Regions from separate parts of the Mus musculus genome. Here all the other regions are linked to region 1. Evidence: chromatin contacts called from public HiChIP or PLAC-seq and Micro-C data. All regions are on one chromosome and are shown on one strand. The core of a region is the stretch at or near the end of the contact, and the rest is flanking DNA. Distances in the headings are between cores, read along the strand shown.

The links. A called contact is a pair of places that touch in the nucleus more often than the background predicts. HiChIP or PLAC-seq counts read pairs in DNA pulled down with a chosen protein or histone mark.
Region 2: a contact with region 1 is called in a Micro-C map of the G1E-ER4 cell line. The contact joins the enhancer-like site here to the promoter of Mkrn3 in region 1. A contact is called at or near these places in 3 of 39 promoter capture datasets (embryonic stem cells and liver), 1 of 484 Hi-C or Micro-C datasets (the G1E-ER4 cell line), 4 of 115 datasets of contacts at active chromatin or transcription factors (astrocytes, embryonic stem cells and stem cell-derived neural progenitor cells) and 1 of 9 other capture datasets (embryonic stem cells).
Region 3: an H3K4me3 HiChIP or PLAC-seq map of stem cell-derived neural progenitor cells shows a contact between it and region 1, with 8 times the contacts expected there. The contact joins the promoter of Snhg14 here to the promoter of Mkrn3 in region 1. A contact is called at or near these places in 1 of 39 promoter capture datasets (embryonic stem cells) and 1 of 115 datasets of contacts at active chromatin or transcription factors (stem cell-derived neural progenitor cells).

Annotation. Positions count from the first base shown.
Region 1 is chr7:62,417,600-62,421,480 of GRCm38.p6, forward strand. It overlaps Mkrn3 (makorin, ring finger protein, 3), which reads right to left and starts at 2,554. Exons shown (of 1, transcript NM_011746.3): 1 at 1-2,554. The coding sequence starts at 2,442. The coding sequence ends at 808. All of the region lies in intron 1 of Gm32061 (predicted gene, 32061), which reads right to left.
Region 2 is chr7:60,490,495-60,494,235 of GRCm38.p6, forward strand. No RefSeq gene overlaps it. Among named protein-coding and RNA genes, the nearest start is that of Snhg14, 42 kb to the left of the region's middle. Within about 2 kb of position 2,062, at least 63 of the 459 cell types and tissues checked have an H3K27ac peak or open chromatin away from gene starts, as enhancers often do. A contact at or near this core is called in the G1E-ER4 cell line, where this site is marked.
Region 3 is chr7:60,447,800-60,451,514 of GRCm38.p6, forward strand. Snhg14 (small nucleolar RNA host gene 14) reads right to left here and starts at 2,378. Exons shown (of 172, transcript NR_146211.1): 1 at 2,279-2,378. It also overlaps a transcript of Snrpn not described here.

The DNA.
Region 1 (3,881 bases), core at 1,304-3,803:
AGCAGTCATTTTTATTAGATGCTAATCACTGACATCAGTGCAGGGGCAGATTATCCACACAATTCACATACAGCCCACACACTTGGACTTTAACACTGGGCTTTCAGTTCTGCATTTATTTCAATACTTCAAACATATATATTATGGTGTATATTTATTTCCAGTTTTTTTCAAATACATCTTTGTATACATATACGCATATATATCATTCTTAAATATATATTTCCAAATATAAATAATTTCACATCAAGCCAAACAGGATAAAAACATGTAAACATATGCACCTCATTTTGGTCAAGTAAAACAGAACCACAAAGTAACCACAAGTTAACAAGTGCACTTGAAAGAGAAGGGAAGAAACAAACATGTAAACAAACACAGACAGCAGCTGCAAGGTCCTGTAAGGGTCCATTTTTTTTAAGGCTATATAGCAAAAAGCTCATAATTCAGTTAAAGACTTTTGTCACCTTGTCACATTTACTCTTAAGGGACTTCACAATGAGAAACTGTAAACACTAGACTAGAAGTGATTGAATCCTGTTGGAAAAAAGACATCACAAGTCATCAGTTGACAGAAATATTAATTCCACCAAACAATACTTATAAGATTTCTTGTTATTTTGTAACACAGAGAAACATCACAATCCTAGCAAGAAGAAATAGGAAATAGAGAAGAAAACAGCAATACTGCATAAAGATTGCCTCAGTAGCCTTTGAAAGCGATAGGGTTTTTCAGTCAATAAAGGGGAATAAGCAACAGCAGACAACAGAGCTTTAGCAGACCAGACCACATGCCACAGCGTGATACTACAGATTCAAACTGAAATATTCTTCCAGCTGGTACTGAAGCAAGAGCCAACGGTCATCAGAGAAGGAAGAACTGCCTCTCAGGCAAAGCAACTTCTTAAGCAACTGATTGGCCAGGCGAAGCACAGAATGCTCTTTTTTACGGCTTTTAAACAGCACGTTTCCCTCTCGCAACTGCACAGGCTCCAAAACTTGATGCCAGTATGCGCTTGATGATCCACCACCATCTGGTCTTGGAGGCTGATCTCTCCAGCCCTCGGGGTATTCATGCTTGTAAAAACAGAATTCTCCAAATGGGCAGTGACCTAGGCCTCCAGCAAAATACCTGCACGCTTTCTGGCTCATCCCCTCCTTATACTGCTGAACAAGTTTCTCCTTCTCCTCTTCCTCCTCCACCCAAAACTCACTAGGAATGACAAAGCCAGAGGAGACCCTGCACTGTGGGCAGGACTTACTGATCCTGTTCTCAAACTGTGTGGCACTTCTCCACCTGCGGATACACCTAAGACAGTAGGTGTGGTTGCAGCTGAAAAGAATGCCAAAGCGGCGGTCGCTGGGGTCAGCTTTCTCATAGACCACCTCCATGCAGATGCCACACACTTTGTCCATGCTGCGCTGCACAGCAAAAGAGAGTTCCATATCTCTCTCGTGTGCTTCAACGCAGGCCCTTCTATGAGCTTCCTGCTGAGCTGCATCCCAAGGGTGCAAGGCCTGCTGCCCGCACATGTCGCATATTTCTCCATGGGGGTATGCACACCTGTCCCCACGGAGGCATTGTCCCCGGGCAGCATAGCGGCAAAGCGGCAGCGGCATTGGCACTGGCATTGGCACTGGCATTGGCATTGGCACTGGCATCGGCATCCCCATGCCCATAGCCATATGCTCTCTCTCAATTGCCGGGCTCTGCAGAGGAGCCTCGGGACCATGCGGGGGGACCATGCGACCTCGGTAAGGCTGTCCAGGAACAAATTCAATTGCCCCCTCCCAGCCTTCTGCACCCGCTCCCGCTGCAGCACCTGCTGCAAGGCTTGCATTGTCAATCTCGGCTTCAGAGAAGCCCCTTTCAGCAGCTGAGCGAATGCCTGCATTGTCAATCTCAGCTTCAGTGAAGCCCCTTTCAGCAGCCGAGCCAATCAGAGGCAAGGAGCTTGAGGATGCAGCAGGGGGGGCTTCCGCCACTTCCTGAGTCGGGGGCTCCCAGCGAGTGGCCATCTTGGGTCCTCTGTCTGCAGAGGCCCGAGGCTGAGCATCTTGCCCCCCCCTAGATCTCCGCCGCCCAGAAAGGTCGTGAGAGTAGCGACAGTTATCGCCCTCCTTGCACTGCCCATGCAGATAATACCTGCAGAGGATTTGCTTCGTCCAGCTGCCACTGTTGCGCTCCGGACCAGACCGGGCCCCGCCCCCTTCGGCTGGCGCTGGCCTCAAACTCGCCGCGCGCCGGATCGCTGGGCCTGGAGTCACCAGGAGCGGTGCCAGACCCGATGCCTGCTGCAGAGGGGCCGAGCTGACTCCCGCAGAAGCTCCAGCAGCCTCAAACTGAGGAGGGGGGGGAACAGACACACCCTCCCCCCCTTCAGCACCTGCCTCGGCGCCGGCGGCCGCGTGGGCCTCAATGGGAGCTGTAGACTCTTCCATCTTACAGCGTGCCTCTAACACTGTCCAAAAACCCGAATATTATATCTTTTTTGTGCTTGAATTGCGGAGCTGGAGATGGCTCGACCAGCTTCTTCTCGGAGCGAAGTGCATCGATTTTTGTCTTCCCACCTGCTCCCCGTTCCCTGGAAACTTTAGTTCCTACCTGTTTACAGGCAGGCGGACACTTCCGGTTGTAACACCATTCCTAGGGCTTCACCGGAAGTTGCTTCCGCCATGTTTTTCGCGTGCCTGTTTCTGCTTGAGACACTGGGATGGGCTTCTGCCGGCTTTCTAAGTGCGACTCTGAACCCCCCAATCCCCGTTTCCACAGTGTTTCCCCTCAAGGTTGATGTTTTAAACTCTCCAGGTTTCAGTTGTATACATTGCAGTTTATTTGTGTGTGTGTGTTAAGAAAACGCTACACACATTGCCTTTACCGTCTGCTGCTTGAACATAAAACATTTCACTCACATTAAAAATTATTTTTCAGTTTCTTCTGTCGTTTGTTTATAGGCTACTAATTTTTAAGATCGGACAGTGTCCCTGCCAAAGCGTTTCTCCTTCAATGCTTGTAGATCTGACAGGATTCTTTGGGTCTTTTTTTCCCTTGAAGGGTTAATTTGCGTGCACTTTAATTAGGAGGGAATCCCCTGCCCCGAGGCTACTCAGAGCCTTTCACTTTCCTGCCTTTGTTACATTCTCCCGGACCCCCAACAATGTAGAAGCCTGGACTTTGCCCAACCCTGATGAAGACTTAATAAGGCAAGGTCTGAGAATGACCCAGGCTTTAACTTTTCTCTGTTGGTTGGATTCGGAGACCCTTTGTTCCCTGCCTTCCTTTTCATCCCATTCTGCTCTACAGAGCTTTTCATAATACCAGCTCCTCTTTGCACCCCAAAGTGTCTCATTTCCATTTCTGCACTGAGCCAGTTCTTTTTCTTTTTCTTTTCATTTTGCAGATATATACTATTGGGCTAATAATTTTATATGTAGTTCTACACTGCTACATGTACTTACTACAGTGGCATACTAAATTTTATAGTATAGTTTTACGTGGGTTTTTATTTTTAGTAATAATCATGCTTTCTTCCTTTCCTCACCCACTAACTTGAATTAGCAATGCTTCAAATATTTTATTTACTATTTAAAAAAATGAAATTATGCTCAGAAAAATAATTTTATTGGAAGGAGTCTCACAACCTAAGGTTAAAAAACTCTGAAAGCATATGATATAATCATCCAACTCAAAATATAAGTCTCAACTAAATAAATCCAACAACGATAAAACAAGATAAGAGGAACATAATCAAACAATATAGATAAGGGGGGATGAAGTCAAAGTAAACATGAAATAAGAACAATAGAATAGGCAAAATTTTTCTTGTGTAACTTATGAAGGAAAATAATAAAAGGCTCAGATCTCCAGCATCACATACTTC
Region 2 (3,741 bases), core at 812-3,311, 1.9 Mb before region 1:
CTGGCTGTCCTGGAACTCACTTTGTAGACCAGACTGGCCTTGAACCCAGAAATCCAACTGCCTCTGCCTCCCAAGTGCTGGGATTAAAGGTGTGCACCACTACAGCCCGGCTTAGGACTCTATTCTTGATATGGTAAAGAAATAACACACAAGACAGACAGCAATATAAAAATCAACTTAATGAAAAATTTTCACACACATATGGTAGGAAATTCTAAATCTTGTTCAGAAGCAGTGTTATAATTCATACAAAATATGAAGATAAGTTATGGCATACAAATAGGGTGACATTACTGTCAGCCTATGTTAAGAGGCTTAACATAGTTAACATGAGGACATAAGTTATGAGGACTGGGACATAGTTGCCTTCCCTGGTCCCCAGTACCATTGATTCTCAAATCTAGCCACTTATTTAAGCTCAGTGTGATACTTTCCTTTTCTGAACACCCTCATTACCCTCCAATTAAGCCAAACACATTTTGCAGTTTCTAGGAAAGACTCTCCAAAGAATTTTGACTTCTAGGTTCCATTTGGCTATGGAGGCATTGTTTCCAAAATTTGTCACATTTTGTTATTATCTCTGAGAAGCCTTTCCTTTTCTAACAAGAGATTGAAAGGGAGTGTATGCAGAGGGAGGAGAGATGGGGGGAAACTGTGAGGGGTGAGGTAGGGGAAACTGTAATTAGAATATATTGAATGATTAATCTATTTTCAATAAAAAACAAAACATCATCATCTGAGAATTGTCTTTCTTTAATAAAATTTCCCTTATGATCTAGAACCTTATTTCTGAATATCTGTACTCTTTTAAATAAAAGTGTATTTAAACTAGAATCATTTTAAGGGAGGGAGAAATTACAACCATGCACAACTGAGTGTGTTTCTTCTCCTGCACCATTTTCCAGATGAAGTCTTATTATTTTGATCCTACTTCAGCCAGAGTCTCTCTTAGTGCATAACAATTTTCTATCCAATGATCCTTCACACACTTCTTAGCTATAAATAAATCAAGAATATCTGATGTAATCTGATATAGCCTTAATATCCCAACCATAAGACTATGTTGAAGTTTTTTTTTCCTGTCATAATCATCAGCTTCACTGTATCCAGTTTTAAAAAGAGTACTGAATAATTAACACACACACACCCTTCTGTGGCATAAACACTTGAAGATGCATTATGTGGCATGATACTTGAAAATGTATTGTGTGACTGAAGCAAATATCATATATAAGCATACACACACACACACACACACACACACACATATATACATACATATATGCATATATGGATGTATGTATCATTCCTGTTTAGAGATTATATTGGTAGAAAATTACTGGATGTTAGAACGAAAAGCAAAACGTCTGTAGGACATTCACACTGTATTTAAGAAAATCACACTGAACGTTTTATTTTTAAGCCTTCAAACCTCCTGAAAATTCAATGTAAATATTTTAACTTTAAAAATAAACAGCAGATTGAGCCATATCCCGCCCCCGCCGATCTAATTTAAGGCTAACGCTGGAGTATTTTCCTTTATAAAAGCAAATACTTAGGGCTCATTTATAAAGCTACAGCTACAGAAAAGCAGCTCAGTAGAAAATGCCGAGACTCCTAAAACCCGTATGATTGCGAATTCCTTAGCTAATCGATTTCGGATTTTATCAAAACCTGAAAACTGAAGATGAATCCGGAATCACACAGTGCTCCTGCGACAACAGGAAGTTAACTCAGCCTGACAGTCCATCTCTGTTTGTGGCTCAGAGAAATCCTCAAAGAAGAGAATCTTTGGTCCCCCGGGTTTCTTTTTTTTTTTTTTTTTTTTTTTTTTTTTAGTTTTTATTGGTTTATTTACATTTCAAATGTTATCCCCCTTCTAGGTTTCCTCTCCGCAAACCTCCCTTTCCCCCTGCATCTCAGTCCCCTCTGCATCTATGAAGTTGCTCTCCCACGGACCCACCGACTCTCCTGCTTCATCCCGAGCCTTTCCCTACGCTGCGTTATCAAGCCTGTCTTTCCTCCGCAGGCTCCTCACAGCCACTGCGCAGGTTTGTGACGCATTTCCTGCTGTGGCTGGTCTTGCGGAGAGGAGACTAAAGCGGCGACAGCGACAGCGGCGGCGGCGGCAGCGGCGGCGGCGGCGGCGGGAGGGGGGGTGGGGGTGGAAACGAAGCAGTTTGAAAGTGGGTTTTCAACATTCGGTATTCTCTAGAAAGCATATAATTTAAAAGATGTGTAAAAACGAAGGGAACATCGCCTTAAGGAATGTCTCCATCAGACAGCGAGAAGCTGCACAGAAAAAATAGCAAAACTACAGGGACCGAAATTTTCTTTGTGATTATCCCACGAATCACCCCTTTGTGAAGTAATTTATGCAGAAACAATGAAATCATCGATGGTAAAAATTATTATGCACAAAGTATAATACTGTATTTTCTAATAAAACTTACTTTGGTATTTTAATGTCTATTTAGGACTTTAAAATTTCTTAAAATATAAAACGAAGTTAACACACACCTCACTTTTTAACAAATATTGTTTCGCGGTTAGATCCTATAACAGTTGTACATTTGGCATAATAATATAGAATACAAATTGAAGCATATAAAGAAAAAGAAACATGAACACAGTCTGTGACAGAAAGATGGCATTTTTTTTTTTAATGATAAGCAAATGGTCTACCACTGAACTATATTTTTACACATGTGTAGGTTTTCGAGTTTAGATTTGGATGCCCAGACCGAATTTTTTATTTTGCTAAGTAATAACTAAAAGAATTGGGAAGCACTGGATAGTTTTGTTACAAATTTGTTTATTATTTTTAAGGTAAAGCTAACCTATGTATTCCATGACCGTCATTAAATAAACACATTGCATTTACCTGTTTGTGAATGAATGTGTGTAAAACAAAAATTATCAGAACATTCGTAACACTTGTAGGAGTTTTTAATTTTTAGTTCTTGCTTCCAGGTATTTAACTGTGATATCATATACACTTGGAAAGTTTGTTTATCTCTTGGCTACAGGCCTCAGGAAGAGAAGGGGTTCTATGATTTTTTTCCTGTTATTCCTTGAATTTAAAGTTTCTTAAAATCCCACCATTCATTATTCCATGATGATTTCATACAATTTTGAAAGCTAGATTATCAGTGCCCCTGATAATGCAGGAGGACTATAATCTCAGGTACTTGGGAGGATGAGGACATAAATTACAGATTTGTGTGCACCTCAAAACACCTCAAAGTTTATTCCCTTAAAGTTATTGAAATTTTGTCACAGAAGAACATAATTCAGAGGTAAAGATGATATTATTTTTTCAGATATGTGTGTTGTATTTGGAATAACTATATAGATTAGGAAACTAGTAAAGGTGTATGGGAATGCATTTAAAGACAGAGAATGCTTTATAAACCAGTGAGTGGTATAAAGGGCTAAAGCAAAATTATGATACATTGAGGATTAAACAGGGCAATAGAAGAGCAGGATAAAGGAGGGAACATAGAGAAAGATAAATAATACTGGAGGCATTTTGAATAAGTCATATGGAAAGTGACTACTCTAAAACTGTCCTTAATATGTAAATACACATACCAATATTTAAACAATAGGGTTAACTGATAACAGAATAACCATTTCTTTACTGGACACTACAGGCTAGCAAATATAAAACCTAATAGCAGAAATGTGTTACCTCTTTGTATTGGCTTGTTTTCTAGGGAGATCCTTTTCATTACAATG
Region 3 (3,715 bases), core at 1,128-3,627, 2.0 Mb before region 1:
TAAATGATATGACTGTTTAAACATGACCTCCAAAAGTTATGGTTAAATGTATATACCCCAAGAAGATCAAGAGCAAATTCAAGAAGGAAGGATGAAGGTGCTCTAAATATTCCAACCCTACCTGCAGACATTTCTATAGTAACGAATACTACTAAGATAGCAAGTGTCCAGTTTCCTTAGAAATGTGGTCACTGATAATGGTAAAGAGAGTATATTTCAGCATAATAAGACAATGAAAATCAAACTCAGGGATAGCATCCTAGTAAATGATTAGAAACTCAAAGCACTTTCATTGAAATTAAGAACAAGACAAGGAAGGTCACACTTCCTGTCTTATTCAGTACAGTATTAGGAGTCGTAGGTAAGCAACAAGAGGGAAAGATATAAAGGCGATAGGAGTAGGAAATGCCGAAATCAATTAATTATAATTTAAATATGATATGATTCTATAAGTAAAAAAATGTGCTAAATATGCCACCAGAAACTGCATAATGCTAATAACCACATCCAGCAAAATTCCAGGATAAAAAAACCTGAAATGTTATGTTTATGACATAAATAGTTTGAGAAAGAAATCATAGACAAAGTATTATTTACATTATATAAATATATAAATTTATGTTATACATAACATTGTTATATTTTTATTTGTAATGTACATAATATTCATATATAAATTATTTATTTATATATCAATTATATGTATATATAAATTGCATACATATATACATACATACATACATACATACATACACACACACACACACATACAAACATATATGATACCTGCGAAAGGACATAGCTCTTTGTACCTCTCTGTTCAGGAGCCTACAATAGACTGCACTGGGTCTTCTATACATATGCTATAACATTCAGTTTAGTGTTTTTGTGGGATTCCTGAATGTGTTAACCAATGTGTCTCTTATGCTTGTGCCTGCTCCTGTGGTACTTTTCCTTCTATCAGGTTGCATTCTCCACCCACAACATTATGTTTTTGGTTTATTTTATTATATTTCATTTTGCTATGTTTAGTTGCTATCATTTGGATGTGCTTTTCTAATGAAAGACAGAAAGGGATTGGACCTAGAAGGAAAGGGAGGTAGGGAGGAACTGGGAGGAGAAGGAAAAAGAGAAAACTGTAATTTATTGTGTTAAAATTAATTTTCAATAAAAATAAAATACAACACCATTTTATAATGAAAAACAAAATACACTTACAAAAACACCTGCAAACAAACAAACAAACAAAAACAAAAACAAAAGACAACACACACTCTTTCCTATTTATCTGATGGAAAATGAACAAAAAATCACCATGCTATTTTGAATATCTATAAACTTCAGTAAAATCAAGGGACAAAGCAAAATAAAGAAATACATTATATATCCAAAGAAAGTTCTTACTAATTCACTAGTTTATTGTTTAATCTGAACAACATAACAAAATAATAATAATAATAATAATAATAATAATAATAATAAATAACAAATATATAAAGACACTAAAGGACTGTAAACATTCAAATTAGATTACATTATGAAATCACAGAAAAAAAGGTTTATTCTCTACTACTGTATACGTGTGTGTGTGTGTGTGTGTGTGTGTGTGTGTGTGTGTGTGAAAGATATCCCATCTTTTCATATGTTGGTAGTTCACACACCTGAATTTACTCTCCACTACTCTTTCTTAAAGCCACTTTGGACTCTTCATTCCTGTGTTATAGGTATCATAGTGTCAAAAGTCATATGTACCTGATGATCCTTTCCATCCCAAAACTGAGACCTACCATTATCTGTTGTGTCTTCCCTCTGATGATAATCTCTATGTTAACCCTCAAGTGCTTTAATCCCTTCCCATCCTTCAGGGCACAGCAGAATCTGACTTAAATTCCCTTAGGAATATTATTTTTATGAAACATCCCTGTAAATATAATTGTTCTTTTTTTCTTCCTGACTGCAGTTTGTCCTACACACCAATAATCCACAGTACTGTCAGCTCTTTGAAATGTTAATGTTCACCCTGTAAGAGAACTGAGCTGATGTGACAGGGCAGATTGAAGCATGAAGGGGAGGGGCACTGCAGACAACACAACACAGGACAGGACAAAGGAAGCCAGGTCCTGATCTCATAGCTTTCTCATCTGATTCTTCAGCTAAAGACTTGAGATCTATAGAATAATGTTCTAATCCCAACAAATTTGCAAAACTTAATGTGCACAAATCATGTTCTACTATGAATCTACTATGAAAGAAACGAGGGGTCAAAGTGGGAGCTGACCTTGTTTGCTGTATTGCCTTCCTGTCCTTTCCTAGGGTGGATGTGACAGGCATCTTTGGCTGCCTCTTCTCTGAGCAGGACCTGCTGCACTGACTTGACTAATCACACTCCCAACCCCCAGCCTGTTTTAGAGAGCCTGCACAGCCTTCCAATCACGCATGCGTGGATGTTTGCCAGGCTGCAGGCATTCAAATCTTTTGTAAAGCTAATGACAAAAGCAGGTGGCCATGAGCTGTAAGCTGTCCTATTGCTAGTATGAAAGAGGAGGGTCTTCATAAACCCCTACATAAATTGGTCAGGAATATACTCAAGATGTTTTCTGTGCAATGATGACTACATAATATTGAATTATATTCACCTTCATATCTCTATACCAAGGAAAGAAAAAGTGCTTAGAAAAATTGTAAGCAAACTAGGGAAATTCCAAAAGCTGTAGATTCTTGTAGTACCATCAGGAGAAATCACTATCGATTATTAAAAACTGCTACTTAAACAACATTCTGCATTAATCAGGTTTTACTTAATTAGATGTATCTTTAAAATTTCCTATGTGTTCACGAAAAATAAACCCTTAGGATGAACGTAATATTTGGTTTAATAAAAGCACTGTTTTATCATTCAGTGATGAAATTTTTTCCTCCTGTCTTTAAATAAATGTTACTATGATATATTTTTTTAATTTATTTTCATTTGTTTATTTTGAAACAGTGTTTTATTCATTAGAATTTGCTGGACTGGGACCTCACTTTTTAGATGAGAATTGCTTTTAACTCAGAGTTCATCGAGATTCTGCCTCTTTTTTTTAAATTTTTTTCCATTTTTTATTAGGTATTTAGCTCATTTACATTTCCAATGCTAAACCTAAAGTCCCCCCATACCCACCCCCCCACTCCCCTACCCACCCACTCCCCCTTTTTAGCCCTGGCGTTACCCTGTACTGGGGCATATAAAGTTTGCAAGTCCAATGGGCCTCTCTTTGCATTGATGGCCGACTAGGCCATCTTTTGATACATATGCAGCTAGAGACAAGAGCTCCGGGGTACTGCTTAGTTCATATTGTTGTTTCACCTATAGGGTTGCAGTTCCCTTTAGTTCCTTGGGTGCTTTTTCTAATTCCTCCATTGGGGGCCCTGTGGTCCATTCAATAGCTGACTGTGAGCATCCACTTCTGTGTTTGCTAGGCCCTGGCATAGTCTCACAAGAGACAACTATATCTGGGTCCTGTCAGCAAAATCTTGCTAGTGTATGCAATGGTGTCAGCGTTTGGAAGCTGATCATGGGATGGATCTCTGGATATGGCAATCACTAGATGGTACATCCTTTCGTCACACTTCCAAATGTAACTCCTTCCATGGGTGTTTAGTTTCCTATTCTAAGAAGGGGCAAAGTGACCACACTTTGGTCTTCATTCTCTTGAGTTTAATGTGTTTAGCAAAT